Regions from separate parts of the Canis lupus genome. Here regions 1 and 3 are each linked to region 2. Evidence: chromatin contacts called from public Hi-C data. All regions are on one chromosome and are shown on one strand. Each heading gives the region's core, a stretch centred on a gene start, on an enhancer-like site or on the middle of the called end of the contact. The rest is flanking DNA. Distances are from core to core; before and after follow the strand shown.

The links. Hi-C and Micro-C count contacts between places; a contact is called where the count stands out from the background.
Region 1: a contact with region 2 is called in a Hi-C map of blood, with 2.6 times the contacts expected there. The contact joins the promoter of CLNS1A here to the promoter of AAMDC in region 2. A contact is called at or near these places in 2 of 9 Hi-C or Micro-C datasets (amygdala and blood).
Region 3: a Hi-C map of blood shows a contact between it and region 2, with 6 times the contacts expected there. The contact joins the promoter of INTS4 here to the promoter of AAMDC in region 2. A contact is called at or near these places in 5 of 9 Hi-C or Micro-C datasets (amygdala, blood, liver and 1 more).

Annotation. Positions count from the first base shown.
Region 1 is chr21:21,250,286-21,252,985 of UU_Cfam_GSD_1.0, forward strand. It overlaps CLNS1A (chloride nucleotide-sensitive channel 1A), which reads left to right and starts at 1,358. Exons shown (of 7, transcript NM_001003288.1): 1 at 1,358-1,553. The coding sequence starts at 1,429.
Region 2 is chr21:21,081,997-21,084,766 of UU_Cfam_GSD_1.0, forward strand. It overlaps AAMDC (mth938 domain-containing protein), which reads right to left and starts at 1,455. Exons shown (of 4, transcript XM_038568512.1): 1 at 1,317-1,455. The coding sequence starts at 1,400. RSF1 (remodeling and spacing factor 1) reads left to right here and starts at 1,183. Exons shown (of 16, transcript XM_038568507.1): 1 at 1,183-1,600. The coding sequence starts at 1,414.
Region 3 is chr21:20,928,179-20,930,878 of UU_Cfam_GSD_1.0, forward strand. INTS4 (integrator complex subunit 4) reads left to right here and starts at 1,448. Exons shown (of 23, transcript XM_038568511.1): 1 at 1,448-1,561. The coding sequence starts at 1,508.

The DNA.
Region 1 (2,700 bases), core at 108-2,607, 170 kb after region 2:
CTGGGAGTCATCCTTGATTTCTCTCCTTCATCCACCCTCATCTGCATTTTCAACCACCTTCTTTCCTTCAGTCTCTCTCCAGATCCTGAGGATTTTATCTAGACTCTCCCACTTCCATTCTCACTGCCACTCTCTCACCTATACCGTGGCAACAACTTCCTAATAACTCTCCCTGCTCCAGTGTAGCTATCAACAAGCAAATCCCAGCATTAAAAAAAAAAAAAAAAAAAAAAAATCGAACACTCCTCTATTCAGCAGCTAGGAAAACAGCTACTCCGCATGCCTCAACGGTGCTACAGCCTATAGGTAAGATCATCCTGACTTCACAGGCAAGGAAACCTGGCCTAGAGCCGGAGGGGCCGGAATTCCGCTCTCCTGGCTGAACTCTCGCACTTCAGTGTGACGCCTCCGGCTTCGCATCTGTAAACCTGGATCGGTAATAACTTTCCTCATATAACTGGCGTAAAGAGGAAATGAAGAAGTAATACTGGGGGCACCTGGGTGGCTCAGCGGTTGAGCGTCTGTCTGCCTTCCGCTCAGGTCATGATCCCGGGATCCCGGGATCGAGTCCCGCATGGGGCTCCCCGCAGGGAGCCTGCTTCTCCCTCTGCCTGTGTCTCTGCCTCTCTCTCTGCGACCCTCATGAATAAATAAATCTTTAAAAAAGAAAATGAAAGAATACTGGTAAAGGGCCCGGGGCAGTATCTGGCTCACAACGCCCAGTTACCTTCACCGATTATTTCCTGACTAAAGATTTCGTTGCTCTTACGCTCTCCGGTGTCCAGCAAAGCAAGCGAGGGCTCCAAATCTGATGGGCTACCTCCTTTCCCTGCAGCGCCCCGTGTCCTCCCCGGGCACGGCCAGCTCTCCACGCGGACTTCGTTACCTCCTGAGACACGGGCCCGCGCGGAGCCCGCCCCGGGGCAGCCTCGGGCCCTAGACTAGGTCGGGGGCAACGCGGTTAGGCTGAGACGGGGCCCCCACCAGGCCGAGGCCCCGCGCGGGTTGAGAAGAGCCGCGAACCCGTGAGGAGACCTCCGACCTCCATCTAGACGAGCGCAGTCTCTGATTCCTGCCCAAGGCTCAAGCCTGTTTCCTCTTCTGTAGAAAAAGGGCTGTATTATTCCCTGCGCTTCCTCCCCTCTCACAGGTTCGCCGCGACCCGGCCGGCAGCAGGACGTCGAGGGAAAGCACAGCTCTCCGCAGCCGCGAGCCTCCCACACGGCGACGGGGCGGGGCCCCCTCAGGCCTCCGAGAGCTCGGCCGCGGGCGCCTCGTCTCTGTGGCGGAAGCGGGCTCCGATTCCGGGGCGGGCCTCGTTGCTCTTCCGAGGTGCCGGGCGCCGCTTCCGGGGCGGGGCGAGGCGAGCGGCTGGGGTCGCCGCGCGGCAGCTCGCTCCCGGCCTGTGTCTCCGCGCTCCCTGCTGCAATGAGCTTCCTCAAAAGTTTCCCGCCGCCCGGCTCGGCCGAGGGGCTTCGGCAGCAGCAGCCCGAGACCGAGGCCGTGCTGAACGGCAAGGGCCTCGGCACCGGCACGCTCTACATCGCGGAGAGGTAGGCAGGGTCGCTGCGCTGGGCGCCGGCTCCCCGCGCGCCGCCGAGGCTGAGGACGAGGCGCGGGCGAGGGCGAGACCGCGACCTCCGGGGCTGCCGCGGGGCGGGGCGCGCGGGCTCCGGGGCGCCTCGCCGAGGCCTGCGCGGCGGGGCGAAGGCTCGGTTGTCCGGGTGTCCCGCCCTCCCGAGCCTTCCTCTTCTTCTTCGCACGGAGTCCTCTCTCGACGAGTTAGAGGCTTTTTACCTGCCTGTCGTCCCGAGGTCTGGCGCGTGCGTCGCTCTTTACTCAGGGCTTCGTTTTAAGGTTTTGAGCCTCCGGCCCCTGAGTGAGAATCATCGATGTGCCTGTCTCTTCTGGGAAAAGGTGCGGGAGGTGTTGCTCTCGGCAAGATGTGTAAGTCTAGAACGGATTGTGCAGGATTTTAAAAGTTTGGTTAAGAAATACAGCTTTTCTTCTGTAGGTGTGGATGGGGAGAGGAACATCATCCTCAACCCCACGCAAGCTGAGGTCAGATCCAGAGGGACCAGACTCCCGTGTCTCATTTCCCATTTCCGACTCCCATTTCCAGTCCTAGAAGGAATTGCCCTTTTATTTGGCCACCTGGAACACTGTACCCTTTTTTTTTTTTTTTTTTTACAGTAAGACAGATGTATCTCAAATATCGAAGTTGTAGGACTGAGGTCCCCGTTTCCTTAATTATGTGGTTCCAGTCATCATCAAGCCAACAATGACACATTGAATCCTTCCTGTCCTTGAAATTTGCCTTGACTCCTGCTGCTGCATCACTTTTGTCTGCAGCCAGAGAAGTTTCTCTTCTTTTAGGAGCTCATGTGATTTCACTGGACCCACACAGAAATATCCAGGATAATCTCCCCATTCTACGGTTAGCTGATTAGGAACCTTAATTATATATACAGGTTTTCTCTTGCCATGTAACAACTCCGGCTTGACACGGTGTTGAAGGTCATGGGGGAGGCAAATTTTTGCCTACCAGAGAGAGCACACACAAAAAAGTAAAAACCCCTTGATTTAAAAAAAATTTTTTTTTAATTTTTACTTATATATTGGAGAGAGAAAGCAAGCTCCTTGCTGAGCAGGAAGGTCCACACTGTGGAGCTCAACTCCATGCTTATCCTAGGACCTTGG
Region 2 (2,770 bases), core at 205-2,704:
GCCTGGGCATTGTGCTGATCAGTTTATTGTGAATAGCTAGTTACAACCCTATAAGCACCGTTATCACTCACGCTTCCCAGAGGTTCAAAGAAGTGAAGAATCTTCTGCAATGACCTGAAGCAGTTGTTAGGACCCAAGTCTGGCCGACTTCTAACGCTCAGGCTCCTAACCATAACGCACCTTGCATCCCAAGTTGCACATTCTACTTTGCATGATTGATGGTTTTCTGAGACTCTTGGTGGGAGAACGCTCACTGCTGCCCCCAACGAAGCCGACCCTGTCTTCCAACATTTTTTTTGCTCTTGCACCAAGTCGCGTATCCTCTTAGTGGAGTCCTAGCCCACCCTCTGACCCTGGTCCCCTATAAAGTCTCGTCCCCTCAGATCCTCGTTCCCCTGAGTCTCTTCCCGTCACCCCCTGGCAACCACAGCAGGGCCCTGCCCCCTCATAACTAGGTCTGCCTAAGGAGCTGGCCCCTTCAGACCGTGACCTCCTACCAGGGCCCCAACTCCTCAGACAGGTGATCCTCGCAGAGCCGTCTCCTCGGCCTCCTGTCCCGCGAGCCCTCAGACCCTCTTTTCCAGCACAGTTGTGGCTCTTGTACCCCAGGAGACAGCAGTAGCCCTCAGCAAATGCTCCGCAGGCACTTCTCCTCACAAAGGTCCTCTCCCAACCCCCAATTAAAGGCACCTCTCTACCTTTCCCGTTTCCAAACTTCTCTCAGAATCGTGGTAGGGTTTGTTCTTTTTTTTTTCTTTTCTCTCCTTGTTCTGCTTCTTATTCACGCTCCTCAACTTCCCCCACGAGCTTGTGGCCCGGTTTCAGATCCCGGAGGTTCCCCCCCTCAACTCCCCCCAAAACTCACCCAAAGGCCTCTCTTCAGGAGAGTTGCGATCCCAAACGGCTCCGCGCTTTACCTCTCACCTCTGGCGGTTCGGGCCGTCTCCGCGGAGCGCTCCCCCCGCTCGCCCCGCCCCGAAAGCGCCTTTCAGCGAGTCGTCGCCCGAAGCCCCGCCCCCCCCCGCCTATTGGCCACTGTTCCCAAGAAGTCCCGCCTCCTCAGCTTCCAGTCCTCCTCCCGGCCCCGCTTCCCTTGTTTTCATTCCCCCTGTCACACGAGGCAGTGGCAAACCCAAGGTGGGAGGGGCGAAGTGGAGGGAGGGAAAGGGGGGCGGAAAGAGGGCGGAAAGTGAAAGGCACGGAGGGCCTCTCTTTCCCCAGTCTGACTCGGTTCTCGACTGCTCCGAGCAGCCGTTGTATTGTGGGATCGCGGCGCCGTGCCGGAGACGCTCGGATCCACGGGGGAGCTCACTCACCAGCGCCTCCTGTTGTCCGCAAGGCTGCTCTGCCATTCCTCGGAACCCAACTCCCTCCACCGCCCCCATCGCCTCCTCCTCCATCCTCCAGTTCAAAATGGCGGCGGCGGCAGCAGCGGCGGCCGCGATGGCTCCTCCGGGCTGCCCGGGTTCGTGCCCCAACTTCGCCGTAGTCTGCTCCTTCTTGGAGCGCTACGGGCCGCTGCTCGACCTGCCCGAGTTGCCGTTTCCCGAGCTGGAGCGGGTGCTGCAGGCGCCGCCGCCGGACGTCGGCAGTGGAGAAGGTAAGCGAGGGGCCCGAACGCCCGGCGGGAAGCGGCCCTGGCACGCTCCTTCGCCCTGCTCTTCACGGACATCCCGGGCCTCCGCGGCTCCGTCCTTCCCCCGGGGCGCAGCTCCGGCCGGCCCGGCCTCTCCGCCCAGCCCCCAGGGTCTTGGGCAGCGGGGAGGCGGGGCCGAGACCCCCTAGGGCCACTGGGCCCGGCGCCGAGCGGAGGTGGGGGCGTCGCGGCTTAGGTGTGGGCTGGGGGCGTGGAGCGGTCATTGTGCTGGCCGGCCGCCCCTGGGACTGTTTCCCGGCCGCAGGGGCCGGTCCTCCACCCCTTCTCCCCCTGGGTGGCGGGGGAAGGGGAGCGCAGGTTCCGGCCAGCTTTGCGCTTTTCTCCTCCTCCCCTCCCTTGCTTCTTCCCCTCCTCCCACCATCCTCCCCACCATCTCGGGGGAGGCTGGGCTCATCTTCTCGGGGCGCCCCTTTCTCTCCCTCCACCTGGGTGGGCGGGGGCCAGCGGACACTTCAGCCCTCCCTCCCTCTAGTGGGAACTCCCCCGAGAGAGTCGCTCGCGTCTCTCTTCCCTTCCCCTCGAGGGCCGGTTTAACCCCCAAAACTCCTTCCTCGGAGTAGGGAGGTTTGCTCCTCCCTCATGGGAGCGGGTGGGGGGGTCCTCCTCCATTCTTGCTTTGGGGGTCGAAGTCGGTTCAGCTTCTCCACTTTGGAGGCTACAGGGTTAATTTTTCCTCCCCCATAGTTTTCCTCCTTCTTCTCCCCACCTCCCCCCAAATAATAGAAAAGCATCTCCCCACTTTTCTAATCCCTTCCCCCTTCATCGTGGCAGCGAGGCTTAGGGGAAGAAGTCGTCCTCCCATTTGCAGGGTGGGGTGGGGTGGTTAGTATGTAGGCTGGAGGAGGGGCTCAGACGGAGGGGGAAACAGTTGAAGAAGGTGCTTGTTGCTCATGTTTCTCTCTCTGGTGCTGCTGGTCTATTATTGGTGTTCGCAAGTGGTGCTCCTTCCACATAAGGCCACCGCGCGGGTGCAGGGCGCATGCTCTGCCCGGCCCCATTGAAACTTCCTGCTGCTGCTGCTGCTGCTGCTTCTGCTGCTGCTGCTGCTGCTGGTTCTTTCCCGGAGCATCTCAGCGCTGTGCCTGCTGCCTCCCCTTACACTGATCGCGTACA
Region 3 (2,700 bases), core at 198-2,697, 150 kb before region 2:
CAGTTGAGGTTTATGTCATCCTGAGCTTGGGAAAAGAAGAGGCCTGCGGCTTCCCAAAGCTGAGAAAGACAATTCATAGAAAGATGAGAAGAGCAAATGTTTGGTGAACAAATGTTTGCTGTACTATGCAGATTAAATCTGAGAATACATTACCTTTGGTGCTAGTGTTCTCCTGGTACAGGTCCTCTAAATTCTTTTAGGAAGTTAAGGGGAAGGTAAACAGCTCTTCCTGAATCTATTACGCCTTGATTATCTTCAGCTAGAAATGATCCACATACCAAATGGCATATTTTGGGATCGTTATTCTACCCCTGCCCCATCCGGAGGAAGCTCATAGGTCTGTTTGATCACATTCCTGTTGTCTTAGGATACTTGACCTCTTGGTTCCGTTTGGGTGTCTCTGCCCAGTTATACTGTAGGACCTTGAGACTAAAGCAAATTATGTGTTTTGGGGTCTTCTGTACCTACCACAGCATCATGCTTTTGCAAGAAGTGAACAATGAAGGGCTAAAGCTTAATGACGGAGGTGAAACTCAACCTCAGGTTTCACTAACACGGGAAACACTTTAGTCTGCCAAATGCTTCTGCATTGTTTCACTACACTGTCACTGCATCTTGGTCCGGTTGGGTGTGAGCACATTTGTAGGTGAGATTCTTAGTTCCTTTTTTTTTTTTTTTTAGATTTTATTTATTTATTCATTAGAGACACAGAAAGGAGCAGAGACAGAGACACAACACAGGTAGAGGGAGAAGCAGGCTCCCTGTGGAGAGCCGGATGTGGGACTCGATCCCGGGTGCCCAGGATCACGCCCTGGGCCGAAGGCAGGCGCCCATCCGCTGAGCCACCCAGGTGCCCCCAGAGTCCGTTCATTAAGCGCTAATCTTGGTCTCCAACTTTGATGCTTGACCCTTGACCTCAGGATTCTTTTCCCTCTTTCCTACCTATCTGAGGAAGGGTTGATTCCACACAGGTAGGTAGATTTCAAGCAACTGAAAGGGAAGGGAAAAGAAAAGAAAGCTGAAAAAGGCTACAAGCAGCACCCGGGGACGCCGCAGCCGCGCTCCCCGATCTCTCCAGGGAAACGCCTCCCGCCGCCCCAGGTTTTGCCTCCAGCCCCGGACCGTCCCGCCTCTGCCCTTTGCCCTGTACTTCCTCCCGCCCTTCCGCTCCCGCCCCCTCCGAGAGCAGCGGCGAGCCTCCGGAGGCTCCCATTGGCTCGTGTACGCTTTCAGTCTCTCCTCCCTCCAGAGGCCCCGCCTCCTCGCTCTGCGCCCTCCTTTTCGTTCCGCCGGCGCACGAGGCGTAGGCGCACAAATTCGGCCGCACCGCGGACTAGGGCGGTGGAGCAGCAGGAAGAGGCCTCTCTTTCTCGGAGCCCCACTGCCTTGTGGGATTGCGGCGAGTTCCTCCGGCCGAGGCGGGTTTTCCGGGTTCCGCTACCCGCCCCCCCGCCCCCCCCCCGCCTCCCTCGTGGAGTACGGAAGCTGAGAGGGCCCGCGGGCAGCCATGGCGGCTCACCTAAAGAAACGAGTGTACGAGGAATTCACTAAGGTGGTCCAGGTAAATTACGGAAGGGAAGGGCTCTGGGCCGGTCTGGGGCGGGGAAGGTTATCCACGCCCCAGACACTCCGCCAGAACAGACCGCGAAAGCTGGGTTGAGTGCGGACTACTTTGATGGGCTTTCCGAAAGTACACTTAAGGGGGCGTGTTCGTTTGCAGCTGCTGTTGCCATTATTAGTCTGTGCGGTCCGACACTTAAAAAAATAAAACGATTAGAGAGAACAGATAGCACTGTGCAATTTACGAGGATGTCCTCTCCGTTATTTCGGCTTACTCGGGTTACATTAGCACCTTCGTTCTACAGATGGTGGCTCAAAAGCTTCTGGAGGGATGCGAGGATCCAGAGCCCATTTCTGGTGGAGCCCTTCCCAACTCCTGTTGCAAAAAAAAAGGCGCCTAGGGACAAGTTGGTTATGTAGAACCCTAAGGGGTTGGAAGAGGAGTCTAGACTTCCTCAAGACCCAGCCAAAGCGGGGGTGGGGGGGGGCTGTCACAGGCTGCTTCGGGGCAGAGGTTTCCATTTGTGGAACAGCTTACTTAGGAAGCAGGGCTGTACTTTCCTCCGTTGGAGTTAAGGACAGGTGATTCGATCTCCTGACACCTGTGACTGTCCATGTGTCGCCTCATAGATGTTGCTAAAGTAGAGGTTGATTCCAGGTTATCTCGTGTGTCCTGCTTCTCGGACTTTTTTATGCAAATCGTCTGGTGATCTTGTTAAAATGTAGATTACCCCACTCAGTGAGATGGGGGAAGGTAGGCAATAATCTGCATTTCTGACGAGCCCCCAATTGATGCTAGTAGTAGATCAAAAGCATTCTTACTTAGATCCATAGACTGGCCCCTAAATCCTTAGACTTCTAGTGTAGCAGGAGTTAGACCATCCAGCAGGAAATTCCTTAAACATTTCATTCATTCCTTTAACGAGAGTGTTGAGTGAGTGGTTACTGTGTATCAGGTATAGCTAAAGGTGTTGCTACAAAGTCCGGTACACATTAAGGTCCCTGTCCTTTAGGAGCTTGCAGACTAATGGGAGAGACAGAAAAGCGTATATGTGATTGTAATACAGAGATGAGTGTATTGACAGATCAAGTTTTTCTGTCTCTTTTCACTTATCATTTCTGTTTTGTGGACACATTTTT